2 separate regions of the Mus musculus genome follow, and region 1 is linked to region 2. Evidence: chromatin contacts called from public HiChIP or PLAC-seq data. All regions are on one chromosome and are shown on one strand. Each heading gives the region's core, a stretch centred on a gene start, on an enhancer-like site or on the middle of the called end of the contact. The rest is flanking DNA. Distances are from core to core; before and after follow the strand shown.

Region 1 (4,825 bases), core at 1,236-3,735, 420 kb before region 2:
TTTTTTTGAGGCAGGGTTTCTCTGTGTAACCCTGGCTGACCTGGAACTCAGAAATCCTCCTGCCTCTGCCTCCCAAGTGCTGGGATTAAAGGCATGCACCACCACTGCCCGGCAACCTTCCTCTTTCTATCTAGGGTGAAAATCTCACATTGCACTTGGGCCAGGTCAATCAAATGGTTAAGGGACTTTCTCTAGAAAGGTGGGCTTACCTTGGACCATGCTTAATCCATAACTTATTATAACAATGGCTTACTGCTATTAGAAACTTCAAATGGTCAATTAATGCTGGCAAAGCTGGGGAGGGAGTATAACAGAGTGGGGATTATAAGACACACTTTCCCCCCTTCTATTAAAAGTAGTTAGCCCAGCAAGAGCTTATGTTTTCTGATTTTTCCTTGTCCCCTTGCACCAACTGGCTAATCACATCAGCTTTTGAAGTGGCTGCCACCAATGGTATGAAATACAGTCAATATCTATGTCAGGGATAAAAGAGAGAAGCTACCTTGGCTAAATCATTTGAGTCTTATTGCGTGCTTTTTATGAAAAGAACTGTCTTGTTTTGTTAGTGTGTCCTTTGCGGGTCAGGGATTATTCTTTGTTTCTAGCATATGTAAGATGGTCTCAGAAGGACTCCCATCTCAAAAGCTGATCAGGAGGATTCAACTAGGTAACACCAGTGACATTCCTTCTAAGCTTGTACTCTGTCCCAGATCCTTGTCCTAAAGAAAGCACTGCTGGGAAGAAGGGACGGAGATTTGGGCAGTACTTAACTTCACCCCAACTGGAGAGTCAGAGGGATCATATTCTCAGGCAGAAGAGTAATGAACACACAGAATGAAGACAGGTCTGAACCCAACCTAAACGGAAGGACAATTCCCCCACGCCCCTCACCGGAAGAGAAGCATGAGCGCTTGGAAGAAGGTCCGGAAGTTATTGTGCTCCGTGATTTGGAATTCATCCTCGTCGCTGTCCTCGTCTTCCCCGTCAATGCCGATGTTGCCAAACACCTGCGGAGTTGGAGGGTGACCATGAGGGCAGTCACAGCCACCCTGGCTCCCTTTGACGCAGGATCCCTCCCGCAGCCCTGGTACCCACGGGTGCGGGGTCACCTGCATCCCGATGATGGCGTAGATGAAGAAGAGCATGGCGATCAGCAGACAGACATAAGGTAGGGCCTGGAGGGAAGGAAGGCAGTGAGAAAGGGCGCCACGCGACTTGCCCAGAGCCTTCTGAACTGGGTCAGGTGATCACGTGCCCCAGGCTACAGGGCTTCGGGACAGGGCCTTCAGAGCTCTGTAGACGCTGGGTGTAGACATCAGACGATTACAGAAGCACTTTCAGTGTGGTTTCCCCATTTTACCCGGAGCTAGGAGGTCTGTTCTGGCCCGGGACGGGCCGGCAGCAGTAGCGGCGGCTGTGTCTCACCTTGAAGGACTGCACGAAAGTCCAGAGGAGAATGCGGATGGTGTAACCCTGGCGGAGGAGTTTGATGAGTCTGGCAGCACGGAAGAGGCGGAGAAAGCTCAGGTTGATGAAGTTATTCTGAGGAGATGAGGAAGAAAGGTGACCTTCCACCCACCCTGAGGAGCTTAGAGTATTCAACACTCACAGAGGCCCCTACATGAAGCCAACCAATAGGAAAAAAGCAAGCCACACCCCAAATGAGGAGGGAGAGGAGAGAAAGCACCGTTAATGCAATGGAGCAGAGGGGAACTCAAAAAATAAATAAATAAAAAAGGAGTGAGGGAGAGGAGGGGGTTAGGGGAGGGAAGAGATATCAACTCAAAAGCTTAAGCCCACCCAGCCAGGCCCACTCACAAGTGGGGAAAAGGTGTGGGAAGGGGGAGGAAAAGAAAGGAACAGGGTCCAGGAGGAAATAACAAAAGAGCACAGAAAAGAAAATACATCCGAATCATCCAATCAGGAAAAAAATCGAGATGGTTTTTATTTCTCCCAACAACCAAATGCACTGAGACGATAGGACACAAGCGGGTCAAGTTGCAGAACCCAGCACAAGAGTACAAAGCACAGACACGGGCGGGGTGGGGGAAGGGCACCAGCACACGCAGGCCTAGGGGGCAAGTGCGGTTCCGAGGGCATGTTACGCTCGGGGCCAGAAATGCATCTGTCCTGGGACTCACCGGGCACCCTGCCCTGCCCTGCCCTGCCGAGCTGCCCACCCGCTCCTGCCCGCCCTGACCTCACCCCACGGCCCAGAGGAGCAGCGGCTGGAGCCAATGGGGAGAAGCGGAAGGGCATCTTTTCTTACCCCCTTGGCGAGCGGGAATGGGGAGGACGGGAGGGAGCTGGGGCTGTTCGGCTGCAGGGTGAGTCCTCGCTGCCCGCTGAGTCGGAGAAGATGCATTAGGGGCCCTTTTCCCCCCTCTCAGGGATGGCTTCTCAGCTTCTGGGGCTGGGTGGTGTCTCGGGACCAGGCCTGCGGGAAGCAGGAAGGTCTCAGCTCCCAGGGCGAGTGAGCTCTGATCAGCCCAGGGCCTACCAAGGGGCCGCTGCTGCGGGTGGGGAGATGAGGCTATTCTTGGCCCCTGGACTTCCCTAGGTGGGCCCTGCCTGTCCTCCAAACCCAGGTCTAGTCACTGCCTCTGGCCTCCCTCCCAGGCTGTTAGTGAAGAGAGACAGTGGCTGGAAACTGTGGGCAAGGCCCAGGACTCTCCAGGGGGGCATCAGCGGAGGTTGGTGATGGGTGGCAAATGACCCAATATAGCCAATGAAAGTAATTTGTTGGGCCTAAGTGGTTTTGTTTTTAAATACAAAGTTGCTAATTTTAAATTTGGACGTTGCCCACCGATCTGGATTTTTGGCTCCCCCAGGCCTCTCGTAGCTGTCCCCTGGAGTCTGGCTATATGCTCTCCAGTTTCCCGGGCTCTCTGGTGATTGGCCCACAGAGCATTGTGAGTTTTCTGCCTGGGGACCACATGGTTACGACCAGCAGGCAGGAGGCAGGAGGGAATGGGGTCTCTGGCTAGAAGGGAGCTTTCTGGTGCCCCAGTCTTAAGATCTGTAGGAGTCCTGGAGACACATCATAGGGCAAGACCGAATGAGGCCTAATGACTGGAGGTGCATGGATAAGCGGCCCTGACAAGAGCATTCTTCGGAATTTCAAGTGTCCCTATTTGCATAATGAATTATTTTTTTATTGCAAGGGGGTCATGCTATGGTTCAGTCTGGTCTTGAATTTGAGATCCTCCTGCCTCAGACTTCCAAGTGCTGGGATGAAAGGGGGGTCATCACTATGCTTTGTCTTTGGCTATATTTAGCCTCCTTCCCAGAGGCATCCTTTTACTGGGTCTTTGCCATGAGCTAGCTAGCTCTGGCTTGGAAGCAGAGAGGCAGTGACTGGATATTGAAGAATTTCGGAGCCTGGTAAGAGGCCTCTGGGGCAAAAGACTTGGCCTTTGGGCTTCTGGGATGGGGAATAGCCTTGGGCTCCTACATCAGGACACTCTTAGGCCCAACTGTTGTGAGCCTGTTCCAAAAGTCTCACATAAGCCTGCAAACCTAGCTAAGAGTCACCCACCGTGCCCCGCTGACCTGATGCCTGGTCTTGCCTGGCCACCAAGCTTTCCTGGGGATGGGACCACTAACCAAGAAGTATTCCCCACCCTCTCCCTCAACCCCCCGGAGAACAAGCCATCCCTTCCATGGGGTGGATCATAACATGTGGGCTCGGCCAGACATGCAGAGGCAGGGGTTCCTGGGAGCAGTGTGGGGCCGAGGGCAAACTGGCACATGCAGAAGCAGGGATCTAGCAGCTGCTGAGCACGCACACACATAAGGGAGGAGGGGCGGGGACCGGAGAAGTCAGGGGTCTCAGGCCTATCTGCTCTTCCGGCTCTTCCTGAGTCTGCATGGAGTCCTGCTAGCACACACAACTCCCAAGAGGCATCCTCTTACTACTCAGACCCTACCCTGTGCTCCAGGGCTAAGCTGAGCAGCAGTGGAAGATGCAGGCTCAGGTGTGTGGGATCCTGGTCCTTGTACTCTCCCCAGTGACATGCTCAGGGGCAGGTGTCCTTTGGGTTTGTAGAAGACACGGGGCACCATTCACCCCAGATTCCAAGTCTTTGCTACCTGCCGACCTGCTTCCCTGCCTGCCCTTCTGTCAAGCTCCAGGCCCCTAACTGGAGCTCTGCTGGAGTGGCTCAGATTCAAACTGGCTAGGGGTGTTCTCCGCATAACCCCTGACCTCCTCCCACTCCTAACTTCCATCTCTAGCTATCCAGAGACACCCAGTCCTACCCTTCCCCAGGCCCTGAAGAAGGCCCCTCTACCATCCTCTGCTCCCCTCCCCACATCACCTCCCATAAGGGCTTCCTGCACCTGCTTCCAGCAATCTTGTCTAATCAGTCCCAGAAGTGCACCTGGTTCAAATCCTCTCAGGTCTTCTTCCTACTCAGGATGAAGCCCAGTTGCCCAGCTCCCCCCAACCCCACACCTACTGTACCCAAGTCCCTCTCACTTGCAGACCTTGACCTCTGCATCCTCTTCCTGGCCACAGGCTGGGAGCCTGGAGTGCCTTGCTAACGTTGGCTGTTCTTCCAGCAGTGCACTTAAAGTTGCAAGTGGAACTGGGGTCCAAAGACTGCCTCCCCCTACTAACGGTCGCCAAGCAGGGAAGCACTGGGGGCTACTATTTGCCCCTTTATCAGTAGCACCTTACAGGGACCCATTGGTATCAGGTGGATGAATGCATGTTTACTGAGGGCATACCACTGGAGGGCCTCCAGAGTATCTCCAGGGAGAGGGGGCAGAAGGGCAGAGATGGGGGCAGGGTCACAGCAATTGAAGGTTGGTGAAGGGGGGC
Region 2 (4,863 bases), core at 2,065-4,564:
TCCTGAGCTCCTAAGGCGATGACAACCGGAACGTAGACTGGTCCCTGACTAGCAGTCAGAGATTCTCTCTCCGAACATTAACCGGTTCCGGAATGCATAGGCGCCTGCCTAGGTCCCCTGAATACACTACAGGAAGAGAAAGCAGACATCCGGAGAGAGGCCTTAGAGTGAGTCTGGAGCAGACTTAACTTCTAGGAATGGGGTGGGGTTATTTCGGAAGAGCCTTTTCATCGTTTTAGCGCTGGAGGGTAGGGGGCACTTCCCAGGCTACGCAGGAGGTCGAGGCAGAGTCCTTATTTGCAGTGGGAGGGAAAGCTGACTGAAGGGCATCCTGACCCAAAAACAGAGCGCTGGAGTCTGCTGCCCCCTACAGGACACTAAGCAGGCAGGAAACCCCAACCTCGAAAAGGACAGACTCCTTGGCTGCTGTGACAGTATTGCCTAGGGCAAAAGGCTTGCCTCTCTGAGACTCAGTGGTCCACCTGTGAATAGGACAATATCCCCTTAACTGACTTTGCTGGTTTGACTCTGACATGCCAGTCTTTGTAGCTCTGAGGGAGAGTCCAAAAGAAAGTTGAGGAACCTGTCCAAGGGTTGTCTCTCCAAACAGACATACAGAGTGAGTAAATGGGCGAGGAATGAACAGGCACCATGTATTCCAAAGCCATACTCCCAGGCTGAGCATGGCAGCGATGCCTGTAATCCCAGCACTTGGGAAGTGGAGGCAGATCAGAGATTCAAGGTCAATCTTGACTTTGTGGAGGGGTGTAGGAAAAAGACACATTGAGGCATTAACAACGCTGACTTCATCTATGAAGGCCCAATTACTATTACCTGTTTTGTTTTAAGATTTATTTATTTTGCCGGACGTGGTGGAGCACACCTTTAATCCCAGCACTCAGGAGGCAGAGGCAGGTGGATTTCTGAGTTCGAGGCCAGCCTGGTCTACAGAGTGAGCTCCAGGACAGCCAGGGCTACACAGAGAAACCCTGTCTCGAAAAACCAAAAAATAAATACATAAATAATTTAAAATAAAAAATAAAATAAATAAATCTTTTTTTTTTTTTTTTTGGTTTTTTCGAGACAGGGTTTCTCTGTATAGCCCTGGCTGTCCTGGAGCTCTCTGTAGACCAGGCTGGCCTCGAACTCAGAAATCCACCTGCCTCTGCCTCCCGAGTGCTGGGATTAAAGGCTTGCACCACCACGCCCGGCTGATTTATTTATTTTAAAGAGTTATTATGTATACAGTGTTCTGCCTGCATTTATGCCTGCAAGGCAGAAGAGGGCACCAGATCACATTATAGATGGTTGTGAGCTACCATGTGGTTGCTGGGAATTGAACTCAGGACCTCTGGAAGAACAGCCAGTGCTCTTAACCTCTGAGCCATCTCTATAGCCCCAGCATTTTGTTTCATTGTTTTGTTTTTGTTAGGACAGGATTTCTCTGTGAAGCTCTGGCTATTCTAGAACTCACTCTGTAGACCAGGCTGGCCTCAGAACTCAGAGATCCCCCTGCCTCTCCAGTGCTGGGACTAAAGGCGTGCGCCACAACCCAGCTGGTGTTCCTGTTTTTTATTTTCTTTGAGACTGAGTTTCATGTAGCTCAGGCTGGCCTCAAGTTCTTTGTAGGCAATGCTGACCTTGATCGGATGCTCGTACCTCTATTTCCAGAGTGCTGCACCACCTTGCTTCTTTTGTGCTGTGCTAGGATGGAACCCAGGGCTTTCTGCATGCTGGCTTAGCACTCCACCAACTTGAGCCGCACCCTCAACCCCCAAATTACAATGCACTCCCATTTATTTCCTCGCATACGCCTTACTCTGAACCCCAGAGAATTTTCCTGGGCCAGTGGAGACTTGTCTAAGTAGGAGGATGTCTGGAAGCCTATCAAGGAGAAACTGAGGCAGGAATGCAGTAAGGAGTTAAAGGAAGGCAGGCAGCCGACAGGAATCCCAGCGCTGCAGGCCCACAAAGGTAACAGCCTGGGTTTGAGGGGGGCTAAAGTCTTCAGCCCCCGGACTTGAGAAGGGCAAACATACATGCAGTATAATGTTGGCTCAGCCCCAGGCTGGTTTGACCTTCCTCTCAACTGAGCCTGTGCAGGACTGGGTATGTTTGGGAGCACTTGGAGGTCTGTGTGAAGATTCCAGAGCCGCTCAGCAGTGCTCTCTTCCTGTGGTGCTCAGGGTAGCTGCCACTTTGGGGTTCTGCATATGCATCTCTGACAGATCTGGAGTCCTCTTACCCCTGTGTGTGCCCATCCCAGGAAGAGCTTGTACAAGACCATATGTGCATGTGTGTGTGTGTGTGAGAGAGAATGTGTGTGTGAGTGTGAGAAAGTGTCTGTGTGTTTCTGTGTGTGTGTGTGCTCCAACTTCCAAGAAGCAAGTGTTAGGTGCCTGCCTACCTTGTGGTCCTGCTTCTCTCTGTAACCATGTAAGGCTGAGGTGTGTATTTGTGTACCCATTAGTTGTGAGTGGCGGAGACTGTGTCTGTTGGACCCTGTGGACATGTTTTGTTTTTTTGTTTGTTTTGAGACAGAACCTATAGCTCTGGCTTGTCTCAAACTCACTCCTTAGTCCAGGCTGGCTTAGAATCGCGGTACTCCCGCTTCAGGCTCCTGAGTCCAGCATTACCAGTGTGGACGGGCTCACCAGCTGTGTTCTGTACATCTTAGGTTTTTCCGAAAATCTTCGGGTTTTCCTAGGCTATGCCTGGGTTGTGTGTACATGGTGGGGTGTGATCTGTGAACCTGGGCTCTGGCTAGGTATATTCAGTTCTAAGAACATTCCGTGCTGTCCCTCAAAGAGGCGTCTGCCGCTCCCAGGTGTCCCTACGTGTGTGGCCGCCACCCCCTTCGTCCGGCGGGTGTACGCCCCAAGGCCCCCCTCGCACCTTCCCTGTCTGTGGCCCGCGTGCCTTTGTGCGCGCGTGCTCCCGCCGAGCCAGAAGGGCTGCATGCATCCCAGGTCCCTGCCCGCGCCCCGAGTCCCCCTCGAGCTGCAGCGTGGAGTACGAGGGCTTGCAGGCGGCCCGGGGCGCGCACGGCCGCAGCTGGACCCACCGGCCGGTGCCGCGCGGGGGCCTCGGGGGCGCGGGCGCGTGGCCGCGGGTTCGAACCGCTCGGTCCCTTCCCGCGCGAGCGGCCGGGTGGGCTCCCGGACCCTGGCGGAGCGGAGGGCGCTGCGGCGGCGGAGACGAGGTGAGCGCGGGCCGGGGCGGGGGGCGCACCTGCCGGTCACGGCCACGGCCGAGGCCTCCATTGTTCCCGGCCGTGTGGCCCGGGACGCCGCCTGCACCCGCCGCGGTCGCGAGCGCCTGGGCCGGGCCGACCGGGGCGCTTTGTTCTCGGGGCGCGGGGCGGGAGGCTGCCTCCGGGGGTACAGACCGCATCTGCACGGTGATCGTGGGGACAAGGTTTGCCGACTAGATCCCACCCTCCAAAAGTGGCTGCAGAAAGGAAAGATGGCCCCGATTACTCTTGCTGAGGAGCCCTAGCTTTAAAGCGACCGGGCGCCTTTCCAGGGGACCTCTCCCCGGAGGGCATGCATGCTGGGGCTGGGGGCCGCAGAAGCCACTTCTTGAGCTAACTGGGGGCTGAGAAAGTACCCCCATCACACTTGGGTTGCCCCATTTCCTTCCCACCCATCCCCCACCTCTCACAGCCGCACTTGCCAAACCAAAATTAGTCTCAAGTCATCAGACAAAGTCCTAAAAGCCACCCGCACGACACAGACACACACTATCCCATTAATAATCTAATTTCCTAAGCACACAGTCAACCACAACACTGACACTCGTGTACACACTGCACCCACAAAGGCCAGGAACATACCCCTGCAGAGGAACAGTCACTAGTGGAAGGTTGGGCACAATGTAGAGACACACCACACTGGTAGTGCCCACCCTCACCTGGTCACTCACACATCTAGAATAACTGACAACCACAGGTGCAGGACGGTCCCTGTAGTAACTTGGTGTGCAAATAAGGACACCCCTCGTGAGCTCAAAGCCGGTCCCAGCTATCCTGACACAGAAACACCAGAACACAGGTGTGCATGTTGACACAGATACCCATAGAGACAGTCACTCATAAAGCCATGACTCCTTATGGAGGTAGACCTGGTGGCACAGGCCAGTCCTCCTAGCCCTTGGGAGAGTGAGACAGGAGGATGGGAAGCTCAAAGCCTACTTGAGTTTCAGAGTGAACCTGAGGTCTTCCTGGGCAATTTAGAGACTCTGTCTTTAAGAACAGTGGAGCCCAGAAGTGATAGAGCACAGTTTTAATCTCACATCTGGGAGGGAGAAGCAGGCAGGTATTCTGAGTTCCTGGACAGCCTGGTCTATATACTGAGTTCCAGGCCAACCAGGGGTATACTGGGGAACACCATCTCAAACAGCAAACAAACCTAGACAAAGATCAACATCAAAAGTGAGCTGAGCATGGATGTTGCTTAATGGTAAAGCGCTTTGCTGATCTGGCAGGATCACAGGGCCCTGGGGTTTGGTTCTCGAAGTCAAAACAAACAAACAAACAAACAATGGAGCTTACCCACCTACTGGCATGGATGTCTGAGGACAGTAACGGTCACTTGCATACATAAAGACATAGACCCACAGGGAAAGGACACTCAGAGGTAGAGTCAAAAATGCAATATTTTGTTGTTTTTACTGAAACAGAGTCTTGGGATGTAGAGCCCTGCCTGGACTGAAACTTTATGTATAGATCAGGCTGGTCTCAAATTGAGAGATCTGTCTGCCTCAGCCTCTTGAGTGCTGGGATTATTAAAGTCATTCAACACCATGCCCAGCCTTTTTTTTTTTTTTTTTTTTTTTAAGATTGGCCTGCATCTGCCAGGTACA

The links. HiChIP or PLAC-seq counts read pairs in DNA pulled down with a chosen protein or histone mark.
Region 1: an H3K4me3 HiChIP or PLAC-seq map of embryonic forebrain shows a contact between it and region 2, with 3 times the contacts expected there. The contact joins two enhancer-like sites. A contact is called at or near these places in 6 of 39 promoter capture datasets (the 3T3-L1 cell line, hematopoietic stem and progenitor cells, liver and 1 more), 1 of 15 datasets of contacts at CTCF or cohesin (the NIH/3T3 cell line), 7 of 484 Hi-C or Micro-C datasets (the G1E-ER4 cell line, the N1E-115 cell line, brown adipocytes and 4 more), 8 of 115 datasets of contacts at active chromatin or transcription factors (astrocytes, craniofacial prominence, embryonic forebrain and 5 more) and 1 of 9 other capture datasets (macrophages).

Annotation. Positions count from the first base shown.
Region 1 is chr8:84,598,106-84,602,930 of GRCm38.p6, reverse strand. Cacna1a (calcium channel, voltage-dependent, P/Q type, alpha 1A subunit) reads right to left here. Exons shown (of 47, transcript NM_007578.3): 32 at 1,426-1,542; 33 at 1,110-1,175; 34 at 892-1,007. Among named protein-coding and RNA genes, the nearest start is that of Gm32854, 12 kb to the right of the region's middle. Within about 2 kb of position 2,485, at least 73 of the 459 cell types and tissues checked have an H3K27ac peak or open chromatin away from gene starts, as enhancers often do. A contact at or near this core is called in the N1E-115 cell line, embryonic forebrain, forebrain and 1 more, where this site is marked.
Region 2 is chr8:84,182,137-84,186,999 of GRCm38.p6, reverse strand. No RefSeq gene overlaps it. Among named protein-coding and RNA genes, the nearest start is that of Mir181c, 5.6 kb to the right of the region's middle. Within about 2 kb of position 3,314, at least 119 of the 459 cell types and tissues checked have an H3K27ac peak or open chromatin away from gene starts, as enhancers often do. A contact at or near this core is called in the N1E-115 cell line, embryonic forebrain, forebrain and 1 more, where this site is marked.